2 separate regions of the Mus musculus genome follow, and region 2 is linked to region 1. The links are chromatin contacts, called in public HiChIP or PLAC-seq maps. All regions are on one chromosome and are shown on one strand. Each heading gives the region's core, a stretch centred on a gene start, on an enhancer-like site or on the middle of the called end of the contact. The rest is flanking DNA. Distances are from core to core; before and after follow the strand shown.

Evidence for each region. HiChIP or PLAC-seq counts read pairs in DNA pulled down with a chosen protein or histone mark.
Region 2: an HNF4G HiChIP or PLAC-seq map of pancreatic cancer cells shows a contact between it and region 1. The contact joins the promoter of Hmgcl here to the enhancer-like site in region 1. A contact is called at or near these places in 3 of 484 Hi-C or Micro-C datasets (CD4 T cells, double positive thymocytes and regulatory T cells), 7 of 115 datasets of contacts at active chromatin or transcription factors (the 230-238 cell line, bone marrow-derived macrophages, embryonic stem cells and 3 more) and 3 of 9 other capture datasets (adipose tissue, liver and pancreatic islet).

What each region holds. Positions count from the first base shown.
Region 1 is chr4:136,073,855-136,079,623 of GRCm38.p6, forward strand. No RefSeq gene overlaps it. Among named protein-coding and RNA genes, the nearest start is that of Rpl11, 23 kb to the left of the region's middle. Within about 2 kb of position 3,492, at least 16 of the 459 cell types and tissues checked have an H3K27ac peak or open chromatin away from gene starts, as enhancers often do. A contact at or near this core is called in pancreatic cancer cells, where this site is marked.
Region 2 is chr4:135,943,629-135,949,397 of GRCm38.p6, forward strand. Hmgcl (3-hydroxy-3-methylglutaryl-Coenzyme A lyase) reads left to right here and starts at 2,820. Exons shown (of 9, transcript NM_008254.3): 1 at 2,820-2,912. The coding sequence starts at 2,853.

The sequences.
Region 1 (5,769 bases), core at 2,242-4,741:
CACTGGCGTTGAATATACAAATGGGCTCAATGGAGATGGGAATGTGAGGATCACACTGCAGGGGAGGGGCCAGAGGGGTAGAGGTGGCAGGGGGAGCTATTTCATGTTCTGTGGCCAGGGAAACATGGATAACAATAAGCAGAAGTGAGTCCTGGAGGCCTGAGAATATTGCTTAGGTGTAGTGTGCATAGGAGACCTTGGGTTCAATTCTCAGCACTGGAAGAGAGAGAGAGAGAGAGAGAGAGAGAGAGAGAGAGAGAGAGAGAGAGAGAGGCGAGAAAAAGAGAGAGAGAGGGAGAGAGAGAGAGAGAAAAGGAGGTGATTCCCATAAGTAGATTAATGGGCAAGAGTGGAAGTGGTTCAGGGCTACCCAAGTGCAGAGGCCAAGCACTTGGGTGTTCACAGAAGTGCACAGGCGATGCTGAGGGCACAGGCGATGCTGAGGCGGGGAAGGGAAAGCATCAGGAGGTAAGATGCTCTGCCTCACAGCTAACCCAGGACCTCATAGGCTATGGAAAGGGGTGAGAGATGTTTCCATTGAGAATGGAGCATTTGAACAGAGGACCAAAGTGATTCAGCTGGTGGGGTGTTGTTGTTGTTGTTTGCTTGCTTGCTTTTTGTTTTTTGTTGGTTCCTAGTCTTCTTCAAACAGGGGCTTTCAGTGCTGCTTGCTCCTAAAGGAGCATCCTTCTTCTTCTTCTTTTTTTAAAATCTAGTTATTTATTATATGTAAGTACATTGTAGCTCTCTTCAGACACCCCAGAAGAGGGCCTCAGATCTCATTATGAATGGTTGTGAGCCACCATGTGGTTGCTGGGATTTGAACTCAGGACCTTCGGAAAAGCAGTCAGTGCTCCTACCAGCTGAGCCATCTCTCCAGCCCAGGAGCATCCTTCTGTCAGCCTTGCTTTTTCACCTGTAGGCTGACAGAGGCCAGTGGAGCAGCCAACACACAAGACTATCGTTTGTGCATGGCTAAAGACCGTGGTGATTTTATAGCATCCTGGGCACTTCACAGCCATAAAGTAGGAATTGGGACTCTGCACCAGGTGTTTTTTCTTGTGTTTCCTCTTCTCCTCTTCTGATGAGGGATGAAAGAGATCCTTTTCGAGAGGCAGGTTATAGAAGGGAGGTGGTCACCGCCAGAAAAGGTTTTTAAAAAGGTTTATTTATTTTATGTATGTGAGTACACTGTTGATGTCTTCAGACACACCAGAAGAGGGCATCGGATCCCATTATAGATGGTTGTGAGCCATCTATATGTGGTTGCAGGGAATTGAACTTAGGACCTCTGGAAGAGCAGTCAGTGCTCTATAACCCCTGAGCCATCTCTACAGCCATTAAAAAGCACACTTGATACATGGAGAAGAAATACAGAGAGGGGGTGGTCAAAATGGCAGGCAACAGTGACACCTCTGTCTTGGGTAGTGGATGAGAAGTTAGATGGGAAGGAAGCTGAGCTCGTGATACCTGGGGTAGATCAGATGTGAAGTTTGGGAGGAGTCCTGGCCACCTGAGATGTGCCTTTATTTTCCCTGGAATTTAAGGAAAAAAAAACAAAAACAAAAACAAAAAACCCTGGTGCAGGGAACCAATTTAGGGGAGAGAGGGCTTATTTCAGCTCACATTTCAAAGGCACAACCCTTCTTGGCAGGGAGTCGCCACAAGCTAGAGCTTGAAGCAGCTCATTACCTCCGATCCACTAGAAACAGATGGATGATCAGTTATGCTCAGCTCATTGTCTCCTCTGTATACCCAACATCCAAAGCAAGGAATGGTGCTGCCCACAGTGGGCAGGTCTTCCCACCTGTTGGGTAACAGATGCTCTTTAAACAGGAAGGTAAACATCCCCAAATAGCTTCAGGAAGTCCCTAAAATTGACCAGATGCACTAGGCCCTTCCCTGCCAGAGGAAGCTGTACTAAGTTGACAGTCCTGATCTCACAGAAGGAAGCTGAGCTGCTGTGGGTTTGTGTTGGACGTGGGAGTGGAGATGCCTGAGGCATTGTCTGAGCTGAGATGCAGACCCCTGGTCATCTGCAGGTAGGACCTACCCAGAGCCTCAGGAGTCTGCAAAACCTTGGAACTTAAGCCGATGCTGCTGGGAGTGTGGGAACTTAGACTGGCTGGGGAATTATGACGGGTCATCCTGGAGCATCTGACTCCATGACATTGTAGCTGTCTTTGAAGTACAGGTGTCTTTCTGTATGTTTGTTCAATTATATGACACTGAGGTAGCCCATTGTATTACATCTTACACTGCAAAGTGACCACCATCATCTTCTGGCTCCAGGTCAGGGATTAATTAATTAATTAATTAATTTTCTGGACTAAGATGCTATATCTCTTATCACTTGGCCGAAAGGATCGGGCAAGAAGACAGGGAGAGAGAGAGTAGAGTAACCCAGGCCCAGGAAGGAAAGCTGGGTCTAGAGAATGCTTGAATGAGACTGGGCAGACCCTCAGAACACCAGTCATTAAACAGGCCTGAGAGGTGTGAGTTGGGTTCTCCTCCAGTGAGCCTCCACCAGGAGCATCATCTTCAGCACCTCATTCCACACCTGGAACCTTCCCCACCCCACCCCCATCGGTCACCCCCACAGGCCAAGCTGTGACCCCTGTATCCTCTCATCAGCTGTCAGGCGCTTTTCTTACTTTATTTGTACTTATTTAGTTTGATGTTTTGAGACAGGGTCTCTGGGCTGACCTTGAACTCATGGCAATCCTCCTGCCTCAGCCTTTGAAGTGATAGGATTATGGTAAAGAGCCACCATACTCTTTGGTTTTTTGTTTTTATCTGAGAGATGTCCTTGTAGCTCAATCTGGCCTCAAACTTGTGATTCCCCTGCCTCAGCCTTCAGAAGGACAGGTGTGCACCACCACGGCTTCTATTACTCTCCATTTACAGGTAGGAAGATATCCCTGGAGCGGGTAAGAAGGAACTTGGGACCCGCTTCTTCCACATCCCCTTGTCGTCCCCGCCCCCCCCCCCCCCGCTGTTACACAGTCTTGACTGGAAGGCTCTCATTGCCTCGCTAACCCTCAGCTACAAAGCAGAAGGGGGCTCCCCTTGCAACCCAAAAGCAGTAAATTTAATACCAATAAAGGGAAGTTTGGCTTTGCAGAGAGTGGGCACCGGCTAAAAATACTGGTGGCTTCTCGAAGCACTGAGATGAATTCGTAGAGAGTTGACCTTCACACGCAGCTGGACAGAAATAAGATCATGACAGCCTGGTGTCTCAAGCCACCCACTGCACCCCGTCTCTTTCCAGGTCTCAGTCCTCCCCTCCCCCATCACTCAATGGCCCTGGCCATGCTGATCTCTCTGAAGTTCCTTGGAATGCCAAGCCGTTCCTGCCTCAGGGCCTTTGCCCGTGTTCTGCCATCTCTGTTGTCTCTGCCAGGGTGCTTTCTTCTCAGCCCTTTGCACAAGGCTTCCCCACACCCTCGGTGGTGCCTCAGCTGAAATGTTTCACCTCCCCAGAGCCTTTCCCAGTGTGACCACCCAGGTGACTCAGTCCCTGGTCATCTGTCTCATGGCCCTTATTCTGCTTGGCCCTCATCACTAGCCACAGGCTCTTATCTGTTTGTTTTGTGTTTGTGTCCTTCTGTGGGACGGAAAGCCCTGGGTGCCCAGGGGCCTGTCTGTCCTCTGCTGCTAGCATGATGCTCAATGGATGTTAGTTATCCAGCGCCTGCTGCATGGTGACTCCTGGGAAGTCTCTCATATGTCACTCCCTCAGTCCTCAGACAGCAGCTGTGAGGGACTTCTGCCTCACTGGCTCTATAGATAAAGAAGTCTAGGTATAGATGAGACAGGATTGGCCTTCGGACACAGCCAGTGAGGTTGGGGAATAGACCAAGACCTAGGGAAAAGGGCTGTGTCTCCTCTCCCAGTAGTCACTCTGTCCCTCTGGAAGATGGACTGAGAAGGTGTTCCCCAGACACAGAGGGATAGATGACTTCATGACATTAGGCGTGCTGGATTTGGAACTGGGGCTTCAGAACCTAACTCCAACCAAACCCAAAACACCTGAGTGCCGGGCGCACCTAAAATCCCAGCACTCAGGAAGGGAGGCAAGAAGATGAAGCCTTCCAGCCCAACCTGGGCTACATGGTGTAACCTGTCTCAAAAAGCAAAGGCCAGAGGCGGGAGTGGGAGGCTCAGTGGCAAAAGTGTGTGTGTGTGTGTGTGTGTGTGTGTGTGTGTGTGTGTGGTGTGCTGCACTTGCAGAAGACCCGAGTTCGGTTGCCATGGGTACATGCTGGGTGACTCACGACTGTCTGGACCTGACATCTTCTGACCCTATGTACCTGTGCACACATGTACCTACCCACTCCCACAGGCAAGCATACATTGTTAAAAAATAAAACAAGGGGCTGGAGAGATGGCTCAGAGGTTAGCACTGACTGCTTTTCCGAAGTTCCTGAGTTCAATTCCCAGCAACCACATGGTGGCTCACAACCATCAGTAATGAGAATCTGACTCCCTCATCTGGAGTGTCTGAAGACAGCTACAGTGTACTTACAATAATAAATAAATACATCTTTTAAAAAAATAAAATAAAACAAACCGTCGGGCAGTGATGTCAAATACCTTTAATCCCAGCACTTGGGAGGCAGAGACAGGTGGATTTCTGAGTTCGAGGCCAGCCTGGTCTACAGAGTGAGTTCCAGGGCAGCCAGGGCTACATGGAAAAACCCTGTCTCGAAAAACAAAACAAACAAAAACAAAAAACCAAATTAAATTAAATTTTTTAAAAAATAAATCTTTTTGTAAATGCAAAAATGAAACAAAGTAACAGCAAAAATCAAGAAGAAACAAAGCTACAACAACAACAAATCTCAAATCCAAAATTCTCTCACACACACACATACACACACACACACACACACACACACACAACCCCCACCCCCATACACAGGCACACAGAACTAGGCAGAATGTTTCAATGAACAATTCACAAAAAAGAAACCCAGTTGAAAAGTAAACAAAGTGTCAACTGAAGAGGGTGAGGATGGGAACGATGTTGGAAGTGGTAGCTATGGCTGCATGCATGCACAGCACTCGGGAAGTTAGAAGGGGGTAAAATTACTGTGAGTCAGAAGATAGCTTGTGCTACAGAGGGGGATCCTGCCTTAAAAGACAGATAGCAAGAAAGACAGACAGACCAGTCAGTCTGGCCAAGTATGGCAGCTCCTGCCTAAAGTTCAGGCTGAAACATAAATTCAAGGCATTGAGAGATACATAGTAAGGCCAGGGCTAACCTGGGAACTAGCTAGTAAGACCCTGTGTGTATACACACACATACACACACACACACACACACACACACACACACATGTGCACACAATGGCCCACATCTGCAAGCTTGCTTTTTTTTTTTTTTTCTTTTTCTTCTGTTTTGTTTTCAAGACAGGGTTTTTTTGGTTTTTCGAGACAGAGTTTCTCTGTGTAGCCCTGACTGTCCTGGAATTCACTCTGTAGACCAGGCTGGCTCGAACTCAGAAATCCACCTGCCTCTGCCTCCCAAGTGCTGGGATTGAAGGTGTGCACCACATCCACCGGCTATGGAATAACTGGGAGTGCAGACAGAAATGTCTATCCATTCATTTACTTATCAAACATCTACCACAAGCCAATCGTCTTCTCAAACAACAGAGAAGATACAAACCAAAGGGGAACCTGACCCAGGTGGAAGGAGACCAAACAGCCGCCCAGTTAAAAGCACCAATTGAGCTAGAAAGAACTGGGTTCGAGTCCCATCTC
Region 2 (5,769 bases), core at 1,570-4,069, 130 kb before region 1:
AGAGCCAAGAAATGGTCCTGCCAAAAAAGAGGAGGAAGGGACTGTGGGAGGCGACTACACCTCTCAAGTCAGGGGCTTAGACTAGATCCAGTGGAGACTAGACCTCATGGTGGCTTACAAGGCCAGTGGGGACTGCATTAGGGGTGGGAATTCTAGGAAGGAAAACAACATCTTCCTAGGAGTGTCCCCTAGCCAGATCCTGCCACATCGGCTAAACCCTTTAAGGGCCTGACTCCACCTAGAGGTGGCTGCTTTCTTCCAGTGGGATTGCAGGTGCAGGCTGCCATCCCAGGCCTCTTGGCTTCCTTTCCAATGTAGGTTTTGTTCTCAGTATCATTTCAGCCCTAAGAATGCTTTCTGTTCCAGCGTGTGCATGTGTGTGCCTGCAGGCACAGGCACTCCAGGAATCACGTCTCAGATGTTAAATTGTGGCCTCAGGTGTGCTTTACCCACTGAGCCATCTAACTGACCCCATTCTATTTTTGAACCTGTGTTTGTTTGTTTGTTTGTTTGGAGACAGGGTCTTTCTTTGTAGTCCTGGCTGGCCTAGAACTCACAGAGATCCTTCTACTTCTGCCTCCAAAGTGCTAGGATTAAAGATACGTGCCACCGGGCTGAAGAGATGGCTCAGCAGTTAAGAGCATTGTCTGTTCTTCCAGAGGTCCTGAGTTCAATTCCCAGCAACCACATGGTGGCTCATAACCATCTGTAATGGGATCTGATGCCTTCTTCTGGTGTCTCTGAATACAGCTACAGTGCACAATTAAAACAAGAGTCCCATGTAGCTCAGGCTGTCCTCAAATTTACCATGTAGCTGAGGCTAGCCTTGAACTCCTAATCTTCCTGCATTTAGCTCCTAAGTGCTGATATTGCATGCTTACACTCTGAGCAGGGGGCTTATAAAGGGGAAAGGCACAACTTTGGTACTTCTCATTGATGTAGCTGTGATGGCTGTTAGCAAGCATGACAGGATATGAACTTTTAGTAAGAATAAGGAGGCAGGTGGGTTTCTGAGTTTGAGGCCAGCCTGGTCTACAGAGTGAGTTCCAGGACAGCCAGGGCTATACAGAGAAACCCTGTCTGGGGAAAAAAAAAAAAAAAAAAAGGGAGCCAGGTGGTGGTGGCGCATACTTTTAACCCTAGCATTTGGGAGGCAGAGGCAGGTGGATCTCTGAGTTTGAAACCAGCCTGATCTACAGAGTGAATTCCAAGACAGCTAGAGATACATAGAGAAACCCTGTCTCGGAAAAACAAAAACAAAACAAAAACCAAAAAACAGGGCTGGTGAGATGGCTCAGCAAGTAAGAGTCTGAAGGTCCGGAGTTCAAATCCCAGCAACCACACAGTGACTCACAACCACCCGTAATGAGATCTGACGGCCTCTTCTGGGCAGGAGTGAGTGGGGTGGGCCGGAGAAAGCAGAGGTCCTAAATTCAATTCCCAACAACCACATGAAGGCTCACAACCATCTGTACAGCTACACTGTACTCATATACATAAAATAAGTAAATATTAAAAAAAAAACAAAGTAGAGGTGGAGACAGGTTTGTTTTTGCTTGATGGGAGCAGAAAGCCTTGTGGTTACAAAAGCAGGCCAGAGCAGGTTAGCAAAAATTCCTGTAAGTGCCTGAGGGTCAAGCTGACCTCAATGTCAGCCCAAGGTCAGGTCAGGATTTAGCAAAGATGTTTTTCTTGCTTCACTCTTATGGCCTCACAGGTGTTCTACATAGACTTACATGTAGGCAAAACAGCCATGCACATGAAGTAAATACACTAGTAATAATTTAAAACTTTGGTGGCCATCGTGGCACATATCTTTAACTCCAGCACTTAGTAGGCAGAAGTAGAGGCAGGCAGATCTCTGAGTTTAGGTCAGCCTGGTCTACATGGAGTATATGAGTACACTATAGCTGTACATATGGTTGTGAGCCTTCATGTGGTTGTTGGAAATTTAATTTTAGGACATCTGCTCGCTCTAGTCGGCCACCACTCACTCAGGCCCAAAGATTTATTTAATAAGTACATGGTCGCTGTCTTCAGACATACCAGAAGAGGGCCAGATCTCACTACAGGTGGTTGTGAGCCACCATTTGAACTCGGGACCTTCGGGAAAGCAGTCAGTGCTCTTACCCGCTGAGCCATCTCACCAGCTCCACAGTGAACCTTTATATTCTACTTTGTGACCTTAACCTTTGGGGCGGGATCTGCGCCATTCTGCATGATGCACACGCATGTTTAGTCATTTGAAGACTTCCCCACTGAGGCTGAGGACGGGAAGACAAGAAGGAAGTAAGACAGTGTATACACAGGGACACAATGATTTCCTAATGGCTAGCTTCAGGGTTTCACAAGTCACCCGAGCACCAGTAGTAGCCCCTAGAAGCCCACAGTTATAGCAGTCCTTCGCTAACCTAGGCCTTCTTGCCTTCCCTGTTCCTTTAAGACTAAAGGAGCCATCGGCTTGGCCCACCAGCTTCCCAGTCATCTTCAACCCCAACACGCCCTGGGAACACAACGCCTTTCAGAAGGCAGATAAATGGCCCTGGATTGGAACCGGGCGTGATTTAAGACGTGGGGGAAGCAGGTGGAGGTGAAAAAAATCTCGGGATCTACACATGGGCTGTCAAATGTCATGGCTCTTCATGGGACACGTGTTCAGAAAATCATGGAGTGGGCATGATTGGAGGGTAGAGCTACTTAGAGGGGAGTAGGAAAAGAAAACAGACAGGCTGAGGGGAGGAACCAAACTGGGAGCCTCACAAGAGGAGCGATGCACCGCCTCCGGCCCTAACCACGCCCACAGAGGGATCGGCGGTCACGTGGTGCCCAGTGGGTTGGCCTCCGGAGTGAAGATGGCGTCAGTGAGGAAGGCTTTCCCGCGGAGGCTGGTGGGCTTGACGTCCCTCCGGGCTGTAAGTGCTCCCCAGGCGGGTGACAGTCATGGGATCGGGCGGGCCTCCTCAGCTGCTGTGACAGGCGGAGGAGCGGGACCGCTCGAGGGACTGTTGCCGGGAGGATTTGAGAGTTCCGGACCCAGCCGGTCTGGCTCAGATCCATTGCAAGAAACGGGGAAACTGAGGCGGCGGGAAGAGAATCGACCCGCTGTGACTGTGGAGACCGGGGACACCATCCTGGGCGTCCTACCTCCCTTACGGTGACCCTGACTCCTTCCCCTATTTGAGCTTCGGATCTCTCCGGCCCTTCATTAGTGGAAAACAGTGTTCAGTGTGGGAAACACAAGCATCCCTGTCTGCCGCCTTACTCGGCCCTTGTTGCTTTTATGGACGCCTGGGGAGAACTTGGATCGCGTGGGCCGGACAGGGATTCCCTCAGAACTGTCCTTTGGGCATGTTTGGTCCTGGCATTCTGACCACGCGCAGTTATTTGAAGGAAGGGGGGGGGGGCAAAAAGAGCTGTGCTGGCTAAACCGCAAACTGGTGTCCGGGTGATCTGCCACTTTCTAGGCTGAGTGACAGAGGTGTGTACTCAGCTTGCTTATACGTAAAATGCAGAGTCTCAGGATGATTTAGTGAGTGACCAGTCAGTCGGTGGTGGTGCTTTGTGAGAGTTGGACTTAGGAGCGATCAGCGCCAGCGTCACTGCTACACCCTCAGCTCTGTGATGGCGCTGTTACGATTTTATGTTGGGGAGTTTAGGCATTGTATTAGCACTTGGAAAAACTACTTTCCTTGCAGCTCGTGGGTGCCTCTCAGAAAGCCCAGAAAGCCACTTCTGGCCGGGCATGGTGGCTCACGCCTTTAATCCCAGCACTCGGGAGGCAGAGGCAGGCGGATTTCTGAGTTCGAGGGGAGCCTGGTCTACAAAGCGAGTTCCAGGACAGCCAGGACTACACAGAGAAACCCTGTGTCGAAAGAAACAAAAACAAAAAAAAAACAAAAAAAAAAAAAAACAAAAACAAAAAAAATGGGAAAGAAAAAGAAAGCCACTTCTGCATCTTTAGTCTACCCACTTCCAATGATTGCTCAGGGATCAAATGAAAAGGCAAATATCAACGTGAAAAGTTAAGGAAATAAACCCGAGGGGGAGAGGGGGAGAGAATGAGAATTAAGTAACATGGTGGGTCATAATATCTATCTATCTATCTATCTATCTATCTAAGACAAAGTTTCTTTCTATATAACTTTGGTATTCACTACATAGACCAGGCTAGCTTCAAACTCAGAGCCTGCTATGACTCTGGGCTTACAGGCATGGACCACCATGCCCAGCTAGGGATAATTTTTACAAACTAGTGTGAGGAAATGATCCCTCATGAGTCTTATGGCACAAGATGGCACTTTTATTTCATTTGGTTTGGTTTGGTTGTTCCGTTTTTGGTTTGGTTTGGTTTTTAAAGGCAGGCTTACTCATCCTTGGCTGTCTGGACTCAATTAGTAGACCAGGCTGGCTTTGAACTCACAGAGATCTACTTGCCTCTGCCTCCCAAGTCCTGGGATTATTAAAGGGATTAAAGGCATGCACCACCAGGTGAGCTATCTGACTTGGGTCTGAGAACCCTACTCAGATCTTCTGTGGAGCCATCTCTTCGACCCTGGGCTTTTTAAAAATTTCTCACATATCTCAGGCTGACCTCAAGTTTGCTGTGTAGCAACTTGAAAGCAGCCATGAGCTTCTGATTCCCCCTGCTTCCATCTCCCAAGCGCTGGGCCTCAGGCCTCGGGCCGCGAGCCACCACACCTGGCTGGGTTGTTGTGTTTAGAGCTGTGTGCTGGAGGAAGTGGAACTAAGTTCACTGTGTTCCAGAAAAGGAAGTTGGAAGCAGGCTCTGCTTCAGTGTGTACTCACTGAGCCTCTGCTATGTCTCAGGGCCTTGGGAAGAGCAATGCACAGATCCAGTCCCTGACCTGTGACACTCGCGCCCCTCTGGGCGTTTTAGGTCTTTTTAGTCTGACAGTCTGTTGGAGGGAGACGTCGTTATATGGACCTTTCACTCAGCTTGACGACTTCTTGGGTTGTATTATTATTATTATTATTATTATTATTAATGTCATTATTAATTTTTAATTTTATGTGTATTGGTGTTTGCCTGCATGTCTGTCTGTCTGTGTGAGGGTGTTGGATCCTTGAGTTGGAATTCCAGACAACGGTGAGCTGCTATGTGGTTGCTGGAAATTGAACTCAGGTCCTCCGGCAGAGCAGCCAGTGCTCTTCACTGCTGAGCCACCTCTCCAGCGCCCTGCCGACTTCTTGTAATTCAGGTGCTTGTCAGAAACTGTTCCAGCTAAAACCCAAAGCCGCTTCAGGTGCGCTGACAAGCGAGCTCCAGTTGATTTCCTCAAGGTCTTCACGGGCTTGGAGAACTTTGGCATGCATGGCATCTTTCTCTTTGACCCATTGCAGTATGTTTACCTGGGTGTGGGGGAAGGGCTGGAGTGATGGCTCCCTGCTTTAAAATGATCGCTGCTCTTCCAGAGGACCTGGTCTTGACTCCTACAATCTACCTGGTGGCTCACAACCATCGGTGACTCCAGTCTTAAGGGATATGCTGTTTTCTTAAAAGGACAATGCACACATGTGTCATAAAATGCAGGCAGAATACCCATACACATAAATAATTAAGCAAGGTGTTTGTTTGTTTTTTGTTTTTCTGAGGCAGGGTTTCTCTGTGTAGTCCTGGCTGTCCTGGAACTCACTCTGTAGACCAGGTTGGCCTCGAACTCAAGAAATCCGCCTGCCTCTGCCTCCCAAGTGCTGGGATTAAAGGCGTGCACCACCACTGCCCGGTGCAAGTTTCTTTAGGATGTAGGG